2 separate regions of the Gossypium hirsutum genome follow, and region 1 is linked to region 2. The links are chromatin contacts, called in public Hi-C maps. All regions are on one chromosome and are shown on one strand. Each heading gives the region's core, a stretch centred on a gene start, on an enhancer-like site or on the middle of the called end of the contact. The rest is flanking DNA. Distances are from core to core; before and after follow the strand shown. Region 1 holds the start of LOC107950685. Region 2 holds the start of LOC107950684.

The links. A called contact is a pair of places that touch in the nucleus more often than the background predicts.
Region 1: a Hi-C map of leaf shows a contact between it and region 2, with 2.5 times the contacts expected there. The contact joins the promoter of LOC107950685 here to the promoter of LOC107950684 in region 2. A contact is called at or near these places in 2 of 34 Hi-C or Micro-C datasets (both in leaf).

The regions. Positions count from the first base shown.
Region 1 is chrD03:23,488,657-23,494,418 of Gossypium_hirsutum_v2.1, forward strand. It overlaps LOC107950685, which reads left to right and starts at 2,245. Exons shown (of 5, transcript XM_041089948.1): 1 at 2,245-3,308; 2 at 3,871-3,995; 3 at 5,021-5,066; 4 at 5,191-5,236; 5 at 5,315-5,762. The coding sequence starts at 2,717. The coding sequence ends at 5,321. LOC107950687 (pathogen-related protein) reads right to left here. Exons shown (of 4, transcript XM_016885582.2): 4 at 5,744-5,762.
Region 2 is chrD03:23,263,032-23,268,398 of Gossypium_hirsutum_v2.1, forward strand. LOC107950684 reads right to left here and starts at 2,558. Exons shown (of 5, transcript XM_016885579.2): 1 at 2,210-2,558; 2 at 2,013-2,061; 3 at 1,351-1,413; 4 at 1,201-1,265; 5 at 243-448. The coding sequence starts at 2,338. The coding sequence ends at 356.

The sequences.
Region 1 (5,762 bases), core at 995-3,494, 230 kb after region 2:
CTTATTTTCAAACTTTCAAGTGTCAAACAACCTTATAGAATTTGGGTCATGTTGTTCATAACGTCGGTTCTTTTCTTGTTTGTTTATATTCGTGAATTATATCCAAGTTTACCCTTTTGTTTATTTTTCCTTCATAATTCTACCATTATTCGAGCAAGTACCTATTTAGACGATCGGGAATATAAAATCATAAATCGAGTTTCAATCTCATAATCGAGTTCACATCACATGATTAGTCATGGCATTATCCAGTGGCAAACAAGTATGCATTATGGCAACAACGAAGTCCGCCAAGACAGTAAACCAGGAAGCCTGCTAGGGCATAAAAGGAGAAGTCACTCTATGATTCGCGAGGCAAGTTGTATGATAGGATGATCATGGTGCATCTAAAAATGCGGAAAAATGGGATAATAAGAGGATCCGCCAAAATGTGACGTTAAGTGGAATTGATAGAAGTGTCTTAACACAGGTATATATGAGAGGAAGGAGAAATTCCTTCAACGAATTGGAAAATCTAGTATCCACCATTTTGAGTCCTCTAGAGTTGATGTATAAACCATTATGGGTTGTGGGGTAGCGAAATGTTTCTTCAAGCTTGATTCCAAGTGTTCCTCGGTAAGGAGGTCGCCAAAAACGGGAAAGTTCGCACAAGATTATCTTAATAGGGAAGTTCCCCATAAATTACCCCTGGTGGAAAGTACGCTAGTGATTTACCAAGAAAGAGGATGGTCGTTAAGACTATCTAGCGTGGGAAAGTCCACATGGGACTACCAAGTGTGGAAGTCCGCCAGAGACAATCCAAGAAAGGGGTAATCGTTAGAAACTAGCTATTAATGGGAATCTGAGATGAAATGGGAGATTGTCAAGCTCCGGAAGAATTTGTTATTTGGAAGAGCACACTTATGACCAATTAGTGGATATGTCCGCCAACTACTGGCAAAGAATGCAAGGCGACAACTACGCCAGAAAAATCGGCGAAACTTCTTAAGATACTCAAGGAGATCTAAATTTTGTGTTTTATTTTATTCCTGAAAAATACATAAAGCCTTTTTTAGTAGTGTTGTACTGGTTGTCACTAAGTTCTTTGAACTTACGATGGTTTTGCCTTGTATGCAGGGTCAAAGACTGACTAAGGGTCATGTGAAGGGGACAAGCCAAACACCCCTAAGCTCATCCGAACGATGCCATAATTGTATCATGCGTATAGAGGGGTACCCTGAAAGGCTACGCCTTAGAGGAAATTGGTTATGTGTATTGTTCTGATTTTAAGGTATAGTCATAGTAAGCGTCAACGTATGACACTAGCAAGCTGAGAAATTATAAGATTCTGGTACTTGTAATAAATAGAATATATTGAAGTTGTTTCTTTTTTTCAAAATACGTTGTTTAGTCAAGGTGTGGGAATAAACTTGATATATATATTTGGGTTATAATTTGGCGTTGTCTGAGTCGTTAAAAAAAATTGAAGTAGCTAAATATTACGGTTTGTCTATGATACCTAGTACCCCAATTCGGTAATCGAGTCAGGTATAGGGTGTTACAAGTCCTATATTATGCGTAAAGTTATAGATTTAGTCCACATTCACCAATTGGATCATTCTTAGTGGCTATATTTTTTTAATTTCAAAATTTTACTCTTAATACAAACAACAATCGTTAAATCTATTAGCTAATTTTTTGTGAGTAATATATGAAAATAATAAATAGACATAGCATTACACATATAATAATATATTTGACATATCAAATTTAAAAAATAACAGAACTTAACTTAATGAATTTAATTGTTATAATTTGGTTAGGACTAAAATTTTTAAATTCTAAAAATAAAGGACTGAAAATGATCAAATTAAAGTTCAAGTACTAAATCAACAACTTATGCAAAAATACAAGGTCTAATAGCAAAAATTGACCTATTTTATTATTGGGTATGGGAATGAAAATGATCAAATTAAAGTTCAGGTACTAAATTCACAACTTATGCAAAAATACAAGGTCTAATAGCAAAATTTAACCTATGTTATTTTATTATTGGGTATGGGCTTATTTTATTTTTGGGTGCAGGCCTAATAATAGTTGGGCCTGGTTCAAGTTTTATTTTAAGTTTCTTTCCTATTTTTAATAATTATATAGTTTTATATTATCAAACAGTGAATCAATTGAATTGATTGAATCAGTAATCTGACTGATTCCATCATGTGTTGTTAATAAATGGATTAGTCTTTGGGCCAAAAAAAAAAGGCAAACCCAAAATTCAGCGTGTTGTTAATAACTAGTGTTCCCTCACTCACTCTCACCAGGCACGATTTCAACGTTCCAAGTCTAACCTCTGAATTCATCTCTACATCTCTGAAACTCTGGATCTGATTTTCTAAAATCCTTTAGCTATCTCCACGTAACAGATAAACTATCATTCTCATCCTAAATTAAAATTCTCATCTAATTCATTAACAGGATTTTGGTGAGTCTACTCCTGCTCTTTCTCCTCAGTTTACAGTTCGAGGAGAAGCAAACCCCTTTTTTATATTCCTTAGAACTGCAAAAAAAAGAACTGCGACTTTGATGATCAGGGTCTTTCCTTTTAAGTAGTTTATGCTTGGCTTCTTGGTATTGAATCTGAAATCATAATCTTTATCTGTTAAATCTGTCCAATTGCCTATTTGGGTATGGTTCATTTGCATAAATCTCGATGCTTTTCTGCTGGATTTGAATTATCATGAATAAATATCCGTTTGGCTCAAACAATCCCAAGTCCTTCAATGCATATCCAAGGGGTGACTTTGATATAGAATCAGGAACTATCAAAAGAACCAGAAGTAGAAAATCATCAATTTACCCTGTTAGAATGGTTAAGTCCTGGGCTAATCGGCTTCATTACTATTACAAGCTACATCCACTATTTGTTTTCTCTATTTCCTTGGCATTCGGGGTCACGATCCTCATAGTTTTATCTCTATATGAGCAACACTATAGGGTGCTGCGTAATTATATGAAACTTGATGATGGCTTTGGCAGTTATTATCCCTTTGCTAAGCTTAAGAATCTTGTAATGGTTGCTGGGCATTCGGTTTATACAAGCAGTAGTTGTGAAAAAGCTGACAAGGAGGATTCTTGGTTTTTGGAGTCTTATCAGAAGAATCCAGGCCAGGCTGCCACATTTTTGGCTCACATAAAAGAAGGGATAGAAAGCACTGCACTAGATGATGAGGCTTTGCTTCTTTTTAGCGGTGGAGAGACTCGGAAAGATGCTGGTCCTCGTAGTGAGGCGCAGAGTTATTGGACAGTTGCTGACTCCGAAGGATGGTTTGGTATGTAAACTCATTCACTCATTTTATTTTCCTAAGTTTATACTATAATATCTCGCATTATTTTTTGTTCAAATTTCCCGTTGTTTGAAGGATGAGATGTAAACTTGACAATACATAATGATTGCTATGATTGTTTACGTGGTAAATCCTATAATCCTTTTCTAGTACCAGTATGTTTGCTATTCTTTAAATCCGAATCTAAACCTTTAAAACCTTTAAGGTACTGGTGCTGTGGATTACTCTTATGAGGAGTACTGGATACCTACTATACTTGTATTATGAAGTAATTATGTATTGCATTCGTGAAGATGTTGTTATTGATTAATTGTGTTTCCACATTCATAGTTATGCCTTCAAGTAAAGTGAAGAGCTCCCTTTTTGCTCCGAAGAACTACCTTGATCTTTTGATCAATAATAATGAATGTTACTGCAATTTCTACTCCCTAGTCAATTTCTATGAGTTTCTTTCTTGTCTACCTTTATTCCGTGAATTTTTTTTTCTATAGCATGAAGGCTTTAAATCGTCTGAGTGGCATTGTTATTGTATTTTATTGCTCTTCAGGGAAGGAAGAAAGTTTAAAGTGGAGGGCATTAACAGAGGAGCATGCAAGAGATAGCTTTGAGAATCTTCTCTTTAGTGTTTGTCGGTTTCGTGAGCTTACTGGGACATACCCACACAACATAACTGTAAGTGTTCTAAATTTGTTGGTCTTTCTTACTTTTACATTCCGCTCCTCCTCTTCTTACCTTCTATCAGCATATCTAGCTAGGGTAAAAGAAAAACTGGTAGTTAACTAATCAATGGTTTCTATTTGTTGTTGAGCTACACTTTGCACAAAATAAGTATAAGATTAATGATTCAATTCCATTGATATGGGCATTGAACACCAGAAAGATCACCCAGATAAGTATGACTGCAGCCATGTACAGGAATAATTCATTTAATTCTCAACACATATCAGATTTCCTGCATATATACTTACATCAAAGTTGTCCAGTGTAGCCCTTGCTAATCAAATCAAAAGGGTTTTGAGTGGGTTCATATAACATCTTGTGATTTAGAATAGACTTTAATCTAAATCACTAAGTTGCAACATAAGACAGTTGAAGTAACTAACCTCCTTATTCCATGAACTCGGGTATGAGTCAATAATGGTATGTGTCCAGATGTCTAACTTGCCTTTTGCTAAAAATTTTGATTTCTAGATTCATCTAAAACTGTCCAAAAAGGGTCTTGCTCATGTCCTTTAATTTTCAATACAACTTAATCACCAAGCACGAATTTCACAATTCCTAGATGGGTCCTAGATTAATTGGGTCAAAGTTAAGCTTTGAAAATAATGCCATGGGTTGATAAATCTTATCTCTGATAATTGCTTCGATTGCCTTCCACTGCAACTCAATGGTTTGGATTAAATTCAAAATCAGAACACATCCTCACTTGATTGAGGAAATTGTCCTCCACTACAACTTAATAGCTTGAGTTAAGGTTGAAATCACAATACAAATTCAATTGCTTGGAGAGAGTGTTTTTTCTCAAGTGTCTATATGCATGAGTTACGGTAGTCAGTACTTCACATAAAAAAGCTTCGTACATGTTTTTCTCATTTGTGAAGTAGCTGATGTTGAAGGCATAAAGATATAATAGCTCTATAAAAAAGAGTATACCTATAGTTAAAGCTCTCTCTGCTTCTATATGTCTGTGATGATAGAGAAGGAAGCCCATTGTTTCGAGTACATGTTACATAAAGGTGCAAGGTACTTGATTCTTGTTTATCTTTTATTTAACTTAAACCTGCTAGTTGTTTTTTTATAGCAAGTATATTAAAGCTATGTTCCTTGCGCATTCTGTTATATTCCTGTTTTGTGCCTGTTTCAACAGGTCTTTTTGGAGAGGGGTTCAAAGGTCTTTACATTTCCTACTTCTTGTATGAGTGTGGACTACATACCTTATTAAACTCTTCACTTTATAAGTTAGCTTTTGAATCCTATTGAATTGGAATCAGGTTATAAGCTATGATTTCAAGGAAGAGAGGTTTGCGCAGTTGCATCGCTCCGCCATTGGGTTCCCAGAGTCACGATTCTTGTATAGAGGCACCCCAGCTCCAGTAACTTCAATAGAAGCAGCTCTGAAAGGTGAGGCATTGGTGAGAACTCAATTTCAAGAAGATCCATATGGATGTATGGGATCACTTAAGAGGAAAAAACTAGGTCGTGATCCCTTTCATCGCTCAGTCCCATGTCCCAAAGGATGCCCAGAAATTGAAGGTCTATTTAGATATTGTGGGGCTGCTCCTTATCGAACTTCTCTGCCGTGGACAGTGTAAAATTTAATACACTATGTTACTTCTCTGCAGTCACATTAACAGCAAATTAATGGATCAGGTAATCGAAATTCAATTTCTTACACCATCTTTTTCAACCAAGAATCAATATGTAGAAACCAAAACTATA
Region 2 (5,367 bases), core at 1,308-3,807:
ACTTAAATTTTGAAATCAAAAAAATAAAAAGACTAAATTCCTAAATAGAAGTGCAGAGACTGAATTCCAAAATTATGAAAAATACATAGACTGGCATATTTTAAGCAAAAAGAAAAGCATCTGACTCAGCTCTCACCCTCACCAGCCATACATAGCAGCTGCTATTGCCATCATGTTTGTTAGTCTTTGCTTCTCATAAATCGATGAATAAATAAATGTGAAGTCGACCAATAAGGAATTAATTAGCAACAATTTTGAATCTTGAATAACAACGGGATCATAGTCTTTTACAAAAATTCCTAATGATATATCATCTCTCCGACAAAGCTAAAATTAAGAGAACAACAATCTTATCTTAGCTCTGCTCCTCATTATCTAAGACATCCTTGGCAGCAGCTGCCGCCATCAACTCACCGAACTTCTCTGATTTCCCCAGCAGTATTTCAATCTACAAAATAAATTCAACTCCATGCTTTCAGCCACTGGACATTAAAGTAGGTTTAACCATTTCATGCAAATATAAGAGAGCTCTATGATTATCAATGAACCCAACTTCAATACGTGACTATTACTATAAACGTAACTCACCAAGCCCTTCATAATAATACATTGACAAACCTGGCTCACACCCTCTATGCTAATGATTAAATTAAGCGGATTAAAATATGAAAGCACCTTTTCATACAAGTATAGATGTCCACAACTCAATATGCGTTCATATTAACAGAATCTATTGCAACCACTAGGCCTAAAACTTTCAGCCTGATCAACTAAATCTCATGAGTTTCATTATGGATTACAAGTGAATTTTGCAATCTTAATCCCCAAGGAGGGCTTTACAAACACATGCCAACTCCAACATAGAACACTACACAAAACAAATAACTTGTTTCATCCCATTTTTCTATCCCACCAATTAACACAACATATTATGCCTTCTCACTTTGACAACTCTAATAAAACTCCTGTTTCCAGATGTATTGAGGTTAGTCTAATGTGCGCCACATGATGAATGTCTGTTACTTAAACTAGGGTGTGAGTGTCTGATACAGGTATAGTTATATTGTTTTCTAAATTTTTCTATGTATTTGGAGAATCTTGAAAGATCATATCCGCATATCCGCATATCCGGCAAGAAGAATGAAGAGTCCAAGCAACATAAATGAATGTAACTTAATATGGATTTTATTAGCAGCTTACTTTTGCTTTTTGAACTGGTCGTCCCCCTGATTCTTCTCTCATGTCAACCGTAGAAGTCATGATTTCTGGGAGATATCATGATAGTAAAAGTTAGAATTCTCAACATGAAATTAAAGATAAAAGGAATATTTTTAAGGGTACGAATCTCACTTTTCTCAACAGCTAGTCCATTGTTCTTCAATATCTCAGCAATGGTAACAACTGTAGCAATAGCTGAGGACAGCATTTAAAAGCAAGTGGTAAGGAAAGTCAAGGAAAAACAAATTAGTTAAGCACTATAATTTTTTCTAACATTCTAAGACAGGAGCGATCTGCATTGCGATACATCCATAAATTAAATGCCACAAAAGATGAACACACAGCATGTCTGCATGACAAGGTCAAGGAAAACCTTCACTTTGTTCTTTTGGTTAACAGTGCAATCATAAAGATAACGAGAATAATGCAGGATGTGAGCACCCCAGGGGCCGCACCAAGGACCCAAAACAGTAAATTTATAGGTTTACTCCCTTTGGAATTGCAAAGTTACTAATTAGTAAAATGGTAAAATTGCATTTTGGCCTCCGCCAATTTATAATTCAATTATGGTCCCTAAAAACCCCTGGAATATCCGTAATTTGTTAGCCATACACAGTCGAAGCTATCAATGAAAATGACAAATCCCATCCCTGAAAAGCTAATGTAATTAAAAATATTGAGAGCATTGAAAGCAAATTGCGAGTTTAATAGCCACAGAAAAATCAGCAGAATTTGGAAATACGTAACAGATGGGCATCCAAATGAAAGGGAAAGAAATTGCAAAGAAAGAATACCCATTCCAAGTGCAGAGAGTTCCACCCCATTGTATTGCTGCATGTACCTCTGCCCCAAAACAATAAAATTAAAAGCTATTATTTCTTAATGACTAAAATAAAAACCACTTGAGACTGAGCTACCCACTACTCACTGCTGGAGAGCAAGAGAAAAACACCCAGAAACGACAAACAAAGTAAAGGAGAATGGAGCGAACCTTGGCGAGATTAACGTAGAAGAAGAGGGGCTTTTTGGTATTGGAGACTTGGATACGGTTCTTCTTGTTGTTGGAGGGCGATGAATCCGCGATGTTCAAGCTGTTCACTCCTTCTGTTATCACCTCCATTCTTCTTCTTCTTCTCTGCTGAGTTCAGCTCACCTCTCGCCAACAAGGCAGAAGAGAGGGACCTGGGGTGGACCTTTATCTTCAACCCTCGAAAACCCTTTAATTTTACCCTCTTGCCTGTCCCCCGCTCTATATTGGGGGGTTTTTCCTCCTTTCGCTATTCTATCATTTTGCATCGCAAACGCCATCGTTTTATTTGCTTTAGGCTGGGATTTTATTGCCTCCACTTATTTAAGAACCAGAATAAGCAAAAATTAAAGTTGTCATAATCGAATGGGACTACTTGGTTGAATTTGATAACTCTAACGGTAAAATCGTATCTTTGAGTGCTCAGGTTAGAGTTATACCATATTTAATTGTGATCTCATTATGTGTATTTTATAAATGAATTTAAATCGGTTTTTCGTTTTTTGTATTTTTATAATGATTTGATTTTTTATTATAATTAATGTATTTTATCTCTTAAAAAAATCGTCACTATAACCTACACAAAAAATAAGTATTTTGAAATTCAACATCATTGATTTTTCCTTTTTACTCTTCTTCGCAGCTCGTGTAGTGCACCAACCAAAATTGAAAATTATTTATCTTGAATGTTATAAAAATTGAATTAGAGGTGAAATGGATTAGATCTCAAATTTTCGATAATTTATCTTCAACGGTTCAACAATTAAATTATTAAAAATATCTTCACCTAATCACACAATTCACAATGATAAAATATAGTTGTACTCCAATTACTATCAATAGCCATAAATGTTTTTGGAAATCTTGATTCACCACTTTTGACATTTTATTTTGACTAGTAGGATTTGTGTCTATAGTGCAGTGACTTTGTCATATTAATATTTTTCGAATGGATTGAATGAATAAAATTATCAAATGTTTGATTGATTAAATATTAATATGATTATCCTTAATGGCTTTTGCATGAAAAAAAATGTATAAGTAAATATATGCTTCTTGATTACCTAAAGTTTAACTAATAATAAGTTACACTATATTGATGGATTATAATGAGAGAAGAAAACTTATATTAGTAGGTAATTTAAATTGTCCATAGCCTATAGAACTAGATTGAGCAAATGATTCAAATAAATAACGGGCTATTATGTCGTATATTATAACACTCTTCACCCATCCCGATGTAAGGTACAAATGAGAGATTTTGTAACATCTTATATCTAACCCGATCGCCGGGCCCGGGTATCAAGTGTCTCAATTGACCCGATTTACTTGCATATTTAAACAATACAAAATTATACATCTATTGCTACTATTCAACCTTATTTCCATGGGTGACAATAAATTTTCAAAATTTATACTCTTATTATATTCTTTAACATACTAGTACTGAGTCCTTACTATCATTCTACCATATTAAGCATGAATAATTATTTACAATTTGTAACCTGAGACTTTACTAAAGATACACTTAATTAATCCCCAAGGCGTAGCCTCTAAGGGTGTCCTTCTATATGCATGAAACAACTATGACACTCCAAACCCGACTAGGACAGACAGACGCGAATTCGAAGCATTACATTAGCCATCGAAGCGACTCTTCAACTAACGACCACCCAACACACACCCCAACCTTATAACACCTCATTTATGACTAATTAACTATCATTTATTAATGCAAAAGCAATTTGTGAATCATTTTTAAACTTTTACTAAGCATTTATGTAACACCCCGAACTCGAAACCGACACCGGAGTCGAACACGAGGTGTTAACTGACTTTAACCCCTTATAAAATTTATTTTCCAGACACTGCCCAATCTGTGTACTAGTCGTTTTAAAAATCATATCTTGAGTTTCGTAACTCGAAAATCAGTTCCGTAATTTTTCCCAGAAACTAGACTCATGTGCCCATCTATGTATTTTTTTCTAGAATTTTTGGTCGGGCCAATTAGTACAGTTTATTAGTCAAAGTCTCCCAAGTTGCAGGGATCGACTACACTGACCTTTGCCCATTACGACTTGGATATCTCCCTGCACGGGGCTCCAATACTGATGCCGTTTATTTCTATGAAAACTAGACTCAGAGAGGAATCTGTACATATATGGTACGACCCCTAATTATCTCTGGTTAATTTTTAATGAAATTCCAAAGTCGGAGCAGGGAATCCAGAAACCGTTCTGGCCCTGTCCCACAAAAATCTGATTATCTCTTAATATACTGCCCATATGATCTTTTCGTTACTTCCTCATGAAAGCAGACTCATCGAGCTTCGATTACATAATTTATTCATCAATTAATTCCACTCCTACTATTTTTAGTGATTTTTCAATCTCATGACACTGCTGCTGCCAGCATCTGTTACGAAAGTAACTAGGTCCATTTCATGCCTACCCTTGATCCAACTCAATCGAACATTCGTGCCATTTTCGCATGGCTTAAAGTTTACATGCCAAAATTCAAACACAACGTAATAGCTTATACATGCCAAAATGTTCTTCTAAGCCAACTAAGAAGAAAATACCAAAACTTGCTATCCGGTGTGATGACTTCGATGACGGCCCGACCCCGCAAAAATAGATGAGTCCAAGCAACCTATAATGGGTGACAAGGAAACATCGAGTGAGTTTATAACTCAGTAAGTCATAAGCAATGCACTACCATCTATCAATAACATTATCCCAAGAGGAAACAAAATGGAACAAGACAATTTACTCCATCCATACCGAACCATACCATAGTTCCTCCAACCTATCGATTCAATTTCATATCAATTCATGCATTCACATTCTATATACTCATCAATAGGACATTGAAGCATTTTCATAAATCGATTTATTTTCGTTACAATCAAACGACTATACGGCCTTTCACCCATCCTACGATAAATTTTATGTACGTGACTTCAAGTATATTTGTCACATAGGTTCGAACTTACCGAGCTCAACACCAAGTATAAGCATAGCACCTATTAGCCACGTACTCAAGACACTTACCCGATCCGCTGTCCGCGATCGACTCAATAGTGTCGCACACATAGTGTCCATAATGATTCACGAATGTAT